Regions from separate parts of the Canis lupus genome. Here region 1 is linked to region 2. A link is a contact called in public Hi-C data. All regions are on one chromosome and are shown on one strand. The core of a region is the stretch at or near the end of the contact, and the rest is flanking DNA. Distances in the headings are between cores, read along the strand shown.

Region 1 (3,765 bases), core at 1,193-3,692, 59 kb before region 2:
GAAAATCCAAGTGACGCAATGAAGATGTGTGCACTTTTCTGCTTATATGTTAGTTTTTGAAAAAGTAAACACACACACCACACACACCACACACACCACACACACACACACCAGCTCCCATTTTGCAAAAGGAGTATCAGAGCAGCTAGGCACGTATTTCCTTCTATGAGGCCAAAGAAAGGGCCCCCTCGCCACTGCCTTTCCCCCCACACACACTCTGGGGTGGGGGGCAGAGCTGATGCCCGCCTAGAATTACGTGGCCTGTACCCAGGGTGTGTTCCTGTCTGCAGCCCCGTGCTCAGCAGCCCCAGGGCAGCTGGAGAAGGACACAGTGCTGCCCTTTGTATGGCTCTGTTTTTCTAAATGGGCAGGGCTCACGCTGCCTTAGAAGATCCATTCAAACCTGCCTCAGGAGAAATAGGGAAATGAGCTCCCAGGGCGGTGTGCCATGGTCCATGGTCCGGGGACTTAGGCAGGCCTCTTCCCCCACATGCTGCCCCCGTGGGAAGCGGAGGCAGCAATTAACTCTGCCAAGGGAAGAAGGAGAGACTCCTTGGAGGAAGCTCTGCCTTTAAGCGGAGACCAACAAAGGAGAATGAGATCTCCAGGTGGAAAGAGAGGTTCCACCTCAAAGGGGAAGGAGAAGCATGGGAAAGTGGACACATGTAAAACAAAGTCAATAAATAAAGCTAGACAGGTTGGGGCCGGGTTGTAGAAAATTTGAAAGCCCTATGGAGGTGTTTAGGCTTTATCGAATAAGCCTGCCAGATGGAACCTTCTGGAAGGATGGAAACCTTCTCCATTTGGGCTGTCCAATATGACTGCACGCGCACACGTCTAATACTGCATGCAAACTGTTAGAAAACTTACATAAATTGACAGAAACTTACCTAAGTTTTCCCACATCTCCAAAGGGCACCTTGGCTATGTGAATCTACTTTTCCAAGAGCAAATTTAATGAGCTCTGAATCTATATCAGGCGTCTCTGACAAAATATTAGCATCCAATTTGGGATCTGATGTCAACACAAAACACACCCTGGATTTTGAAAAACTGTAAGACATTCACGTGAAGTACTTCATTCATAATTTTTTATACTGACTGTAAGTGGAAACGATGATATTCCAGATAGGTGGGGTTAAGTAAACTGTGTGTCTATGCACTTTTTAAAATGTGGCTACTGGGACGCCTGGGTGGCTCAGCGGTTGAGACCCTGCCTTCAGCTCAGGGTGTGATCCTGGAGACCCGGGATGGAGTCCCACGTCAGGCTCCCTGCATGGAGCCTTCTTCTCCCTCTGCCTGTGTCTCTGCCTCTCGCTCTTTCTGTGTCTCTCATGAATAAATAAATAAAATCTTTAAAATAAATAAATAAATAAATAAATAAATAAATAAATAAATAAAAAAATGTGGCTACTAAAAAATTGTTAAACTGCCTCTGTGGCTCACAGTTTCTGCTTCTACAGGTCAGCAGCACTGTGGAACAAGGGGAGCCATGCAAGGTGATAGAGAAGAGGAAAGGTCTGACCCAAGAAAGTGTAGATGGAGCAAGTCTGTAAGAGAAGCGCGAAGCAAACCTTAGAAGGCCCCTATGCGTGGGTGGAGGGGATGGCGGGTGGCGGCTACGTTCAAGTCCAGAAGAGACCGTTAATCAGGAAGGCAGAAGGGCAGCTAATGAGATTGCAGGGCATCTTTGTGCAAACGGGTCCGGGGTTTAAAAAAAAAGAATGATTGTGAAGGGGCACGTGGGTGGCTCAGCGGTTGAGCATCTGCCTTTGGCTCCGGGCCTCATCCCAGGTCCCGGGATGATAGAGTCCAGCATGGGGATCCCCATGGGGAGCCTGCTTCTCCCTCAGCCTGTGGCTCGCTTGCTCTCTCTGATGAGTCTCTCATGAATAAATAAATAAAATCTTAAAAAAAAAAATGATTGTGAGAAGCGGTTATGGTATGTTGTCAGTTTCCTCTGACACATGGGAACAGAAAAGCAGAAGGAGGAAAGGAGACGAGCACAAACAGCAGCCCGGGACACTTCGTTACCAGGTTCACCCCCCAAGCTGGATGATGTTCCTTCCCCTTGAGCTCCAGGAACCATTTCCTCCTCCTCCGCCTCCTCCTCCCCCACCTCTCCCTCCTCCTCCTCCCCCTCCTCTCCCTCCCCCCCACCCACTCATCACCACCACCACCCACCTCCCCGCAGCTGCTTCTGGGCAGCTGCTTCTGGGCCCGGCCTGCGTGTGCAGACTCTGGCTGGGGCCCAGCAGGCCGCCTGGGTGCTCTAGAGGAATTTGCGACCTCACCAAACGTCAAGGACTCGCTGTCCCTTCCTGTCTCAGGAAAGGCAGACAGACCCCCGGCTGCCTACACAATTTATTACAAAAAACTGACTCACAACAGAAAACCGCAAGAGCCGAGAACACCGGTCGGACAGAAGGCCTAAAATAGCTCGGTGTGCCGCGGTTTGCAAGGGCGGCTTGCAAGGGGAGTGCTCCGGGAGGGGGAGAATGAGGTCCTGGGGCACCCTGAATTGTGCAGAAAAAAGTTTGGGTTAAACCGCTTGGGAAACCATGACTCAACTCATGCCTCCACTTCAAAACCTTTGCTCCCTCCTCCCAAAGTGACCAAAGGCAGCCAGAAGCTGTGTTGTCAAGAGCCAACGGGGAGGGTTTGGGGGTGGGGACCTCCTCTCCTCTCAAGGAAGGAAGGGCCCTTCGCTTCTGGAAACCCAGGCTGGCCGGGTTGGCCGGGTTATCGTGCAGGCATCACTGGTCTCCAGGCCGCGGCCTAGTTTCCGAGCTTCAGGACGCTGCCTCTTGGGAGCATTGCTGTTGTATCCAACAGCCACGTCAACACGCTTAGAACTCTGAAAAGGATACAAGAGCAACAGGGCTGGGGGAATAAAAGCAAAACAAAACCCATAACCAGCTGGTCTGAAGGCTTTCTATAGAAATTCCAAAGCCTCCCTGCCCCAGGCCCCAGGCCAGGAAATGCCACATCGCTCGGGCCTATTTCTCTTTCTTTTTCTCCCAAAGCTCCCCCATTTCTTTTTAATTTGGTTTCCCCAGGGGGCAGGAGGCCCACCCCGTCAGTGGTAAAGGATCCGATCAAGATCAACCTGCCTCCACCTCCTGGTCCTCACCCCCCAGCGCTCTCCCGGCAAGTCTCTCACCGCAACACCCACACGCACAGACACGCACACCGTGGTGCAAGACACAGAAATAGACTACACGCGCGCACACACATGCACACGCTCCCCAGTCAGCACAGAACCCTCCAGATCAGGCCACCTAAGTGCTGCGGCGCGAGCACAGTTCCATCTAATACCCTGTGGGACAAACACCAAAGCATCTCTGGGTTCCACACAAGAGCCAAGAGCGGGGCCACAGCTCCGCCACATAAAAGCACAGCCTTGAGAATGCTTTTGGCGACAGTGGCCCTGGGAGGTTGGGGCAGTGTCTGCGGTGCCAGGTTGTCATGGTTACTGGGAGCCTGGGGGGGGTGGATAAAGGAGCAAACGAGGGGCTCTCCTTCCTCCCTCCCCACTTGGGTTATTAGGCCCCTGAGTGGCTTTTCTCTACTGCCTGCTGGAAAGGACACATGGAAGGCGATCTTCCACCCAAGTTCTCCCCACCCCCACCCCCCCAGTCCCCCCAGAGATCAAGGAAACGCTCAGGGTTGGGGAGCTGCGCGATGCCCATCTCTGAATGGCTCTGCCATTAGCCACTTCCAAGTGCTTCCAAATCCGCAGGCAGGCATTCCAAACCCATTGTT
Region 2 (3,474 bases), core at 233-2,732:
TCAGTACCTCTGGGAGATACACTGTCAAACTAGAGCCTAAGATATTTGGAAATAAAGTAAAATCTTTATATGGGGCCCGTGGGTTTTGCCAGGTCGCCAGAGGGGTCCCCGGGAGGTGGGGACATCTTGGTTGGGTTCTCTGCCCTCTTTCCCTTTGAGGGCCAGGGGCCTTCTTACCATTTCTGACTGGGGTTTCCGGTGCCACATGAAGATGGTCACCATGCAAACACGAGGCACTGTGTGACAGTCGCCTGACCCTCCTGAGTGGGCCGTGGTAGAGGCACTTCTGGTCCCTGCTTCAGATTAAGGAAGCTGAGTCTAGGCCCCTGACAGAGCCTGGTATGCAGCTAAGTCAGGTCCCCACACCCCGATATTTACCCTAAAGGGAGCCTGGGCAGTGAGGATCCCTGAGCTCTTGGGAAGTAGGCCCTGGGCTGGGCTAGTCGGCATTTGTCAGCAAGTCAATGGAAGGCATTTCCTGGAACGGGACCCTTTGCTGCCCACCTGTTCAGCCCTGAGCCTTTTTCTTCCTTATTAACACATTTTGAGCATGTTCCAGGAGCTGGCACCAGACATCATCGCGTGTCATCCCTCCAGACCCTCGAGGGAGGCGCTATCACCCCCCTTCCCCTATTTTACTAATCAGTGAATGGAAGCACAGAGAGGTTCTGTGACTGGCCCCAAGTCACGCAGCTCCGGGCCTGTATTTTTGGCAACCACTCCCTGCTGCCTCTAGGAAGGAGGGCCAGACACCCGAGTGTAGCAAACAGACCCAGCTCCACCCCAGTAAGCAAACTCAGGAGGAGCACTGCGCCACTCACCAGCTCCTCTACCAGGAGAGATGCTCCTCCCGGTGTGCCCGGAGTCCTCCGGGCATTGCCACCATCCAGTCATCCAGCCAGACACCCAGGAGTCACCCCCAGTCCCATGACAACACTCAGATCCTCTTTCCAACCCCTCCCCTCACTACTGAGGAAGGTGAGGCAAGCCTCTTGATGGCACTGTGCCTCAGTTTCCCCACCTTTAGAAGGGGGGTGATGATAGGCCTACCTAGGCCTCGCTGTGGTCCTTGGCACAGAGTATGCGTTCAGCGCTAACTACCTTAGTTATCATCTATATCCGGTGCCTAGCGCAGTGGATGGGACACCAGAGGCCCCCAAGCAAATATCTGAGGGATCCAGTCAAGGCCCTCCTGAGCCTGGGGTCCTCGATGGCTTCCTCAGGAGCCCGAGGATGGAGCACAGCTCCCCAAGGGTCTCAGGGGCCACAGCTGGTCTCCCCACTCCCTCCTCCTGCCCACCGAGCTCCCTCACCCTCCGGCGAGCTCTGACAACACAGACCCCATCCTGCCTCAGGGTCTTTGCACATGCTGCTCTGCAGCCCGGAATGTTCTTTCGCCAGCACCCAGTCCAGCCGGCTCCTTCCCATGCTTCAGGTTTCAGCCTGCAGGCAGCTCCTCATGGACCCCCCAGCACGTGGCCCTCCTCCAGGTGCTCACAGCTGGATCCTCCAGCCGAGCCCAGCACCCGGCAGCTACAGCCGGCAGGCGCTCAACAAACACTGGAACGACCACATGCGTGCGCAAACCGGTGAATGGACAAATGGACAGATGGGCTCTCAGTCCCCATGCTGTGTTGCGGTCTGGGAAACCGAAGCTGGTTGGAGGTGACTTCACAGGTCACACACATCGTGGGTGACAGAGCCACAGTGACCTACATGACTGAAGTTATTCTTAGGAAATATTTCGTAAGGACAGAGGGACACATGCAATGCAGATGCGGCTCTAGAAGGCTTCCTCTTTGGGACATCTGGGTGGCTCAGTGGCAGAGCATCTGCCTTCAGCTCAGGGCATGATCCCGGGGTCCTGGGATCGAGTCCCACATCGGGCTCCCCGCAGGGAGCCTGCTCCTCCCTCTGCCTGTGTCTCTGCCTCTCACTCTGTGTTTCTCATGAATAAATAAAAATCTTGAAGAAGAAAAAAAAAGAGAAAATAGAAGGCTTCCTCTTTGATTTGCCTCCAGCCCCAGCAGGACAGGAAGTTGCATCCTAGCTGCTGAGTCAGGGGCGGGTGCATTCCTAAACCAGGCAATCGCCCCCCCGCCCCCCCTCAGCTCAGCTATACCCTATACCCTGCTGGGGAGGCAGGAAGCAGGCAAGCCACCTGCAGACAGGACAGGACTGGTTTGTGGTGGGCGGTCTGGACCCACGTCCCGTCCCGGGGGCTGGGGGGGCAGGACTGAGTCACGATTCCAAGAACAGCTGGGTGCAGGAGGCGCCTACGCAGCCCTGGGCGCCACTTAATCCGTGGCCCGCAGCCCGCGAAATGGGCAGGATGGTTACGGCCACCGCACAGATGTAGACACGGCTCCGAGAGGTTGAGGGCGTTGCCCTGGGTCGCCCAGCCGCCCAAAATCCTGGGGGGCCTGGAGCTGCAGACTGACCTGAACCGCCTGGCCTCGTGCTCCGGGCTTAGAACACATCGCTGCCTTTATTTTATTTTTTTTTTAAGATTTTATTTTTTTATCCACGAGAGACACAGAGAGAGAGAGGCAGAGACACAGGCAGAGGGAGAAGCAGGCTCCATGCAGGGAGCCCGACATGGGACTCGATCCCGGGTCTCCAGGATCACACCCTGGGCTGAAGGCGGCGCTAAACCGCTGAGCCACCCGGGCTGCCCACATCGCCGCCTTTAGAGTGTTTTTACAACAAACTTGCAAGATTTGGGCTGCCTTTCCGGGGGCCGCACCTCCCCTCTGGGATCTGAGGGATCTGAGGCTGTGGGATCTGAGGCTGGGTACCGGTGACCACGGGCACAGAGCCCACAGCTGGGGGCTGCCACAGGGGGGTGCACGCCCCGCGTGTCCGGAGCCCGCACGTCCCCTCTGCACCCAGCTGCCTCGTTCCTCGTCTGGCTGGTCTTGAGACTCTTGGCTTCTGCGCAGTAGGGCAGAGGCAGGTAGGTGACTCACGCCCTGACCTCCAGGCCAAGGACATGGGACTCAGCCACCCCTCCCTGCCTCCCTCCTACTCCTGGGGCTCCTCTATCAGATCAGCCCCAAAGGGAGTGACCCAGTGACCTGATCTGCACACAATGGGGCAGGAATGGGACCTGAAGGCTGTTGGCCAGTGACACCCCAGGGGGGTGCGGGGAGTCAAGGCTGAGAAGTTGGTGACCTTCCCATTCAGGGGATAGGACAGAGGAGGTGCTGAGCACCACTGCCACCCTGGTGCTCCGCCCCGTGCCCCATCTCATGCTGGTGCCCCTCTCACTGCCCCTGAGAGGCCATCTGGTCTAGCAGGGCTCTCAGGACATTCCCCGCGTTCCCCAATCTGCGCTCTGTCAGTCCAGTCAAGCCTGCCCCCTTCCCCAGGCCCCGTGCAAGAAGCGGGGTGTTTCTCCCACTCTCCCTGTATCTCCTCCAGGGTGGGAGCCCAGGCCTCTGGGCTCAGGTCACCACCCCTCCTCCTCCACCT

Evidence for each region. Hi-C and Micro-C count contacts between places; a contact is called where the count stands out from the background.
Region 1: a Hi-C map of blood shows a contact between it and region 2, with 2.4 times the contacts expected there. The contact joins two enhancer-like sites. A contact is called at or near these places in 4 of 9 Hi-C or Micro-C datasets (amygdala and blood).

The regions. Positions count from the first base shown.
Region 1 is chr6:31,536,323-31,540,087 of UU_Cfam_GSD_1.0, reverse strand. The region is part of intron 1 of LITAF (lipopolysaccharide-induced tumor necrosis factor-alpha factor); the gene reads right to left. Among named protein-coding and RNA genes, the nearest start is that of LITAF, 18 kb to the right of the region's middle. Within about 2 kb of position 2,442, at least 10 of the 20 cell types and tissues checked have an H3K27ac peak or open chromatin away from gene starts, as enhancers often do. A contact at or near this core is called in blood, where this site is marked.
Region 2 is chr6:31,476,724-31,480,197 of UU_Cfam_GSD_1.0, reverse strand. All of the region lies in intron 1 of LOC119872198 (a long non-coding RNA gene), which reads right to left. Among named protein-coding and RNA genes, the nearest start is that of SNN, 40 kb to the right of the region's middle. Within about 2 kb of position 1,482, at least 4 of the 20 cell types and tissues checked have an H3K27ac peak or open chromatin away from gene starts, as enhancers often do. A contact at or near this core is called in blood, where this site is marked.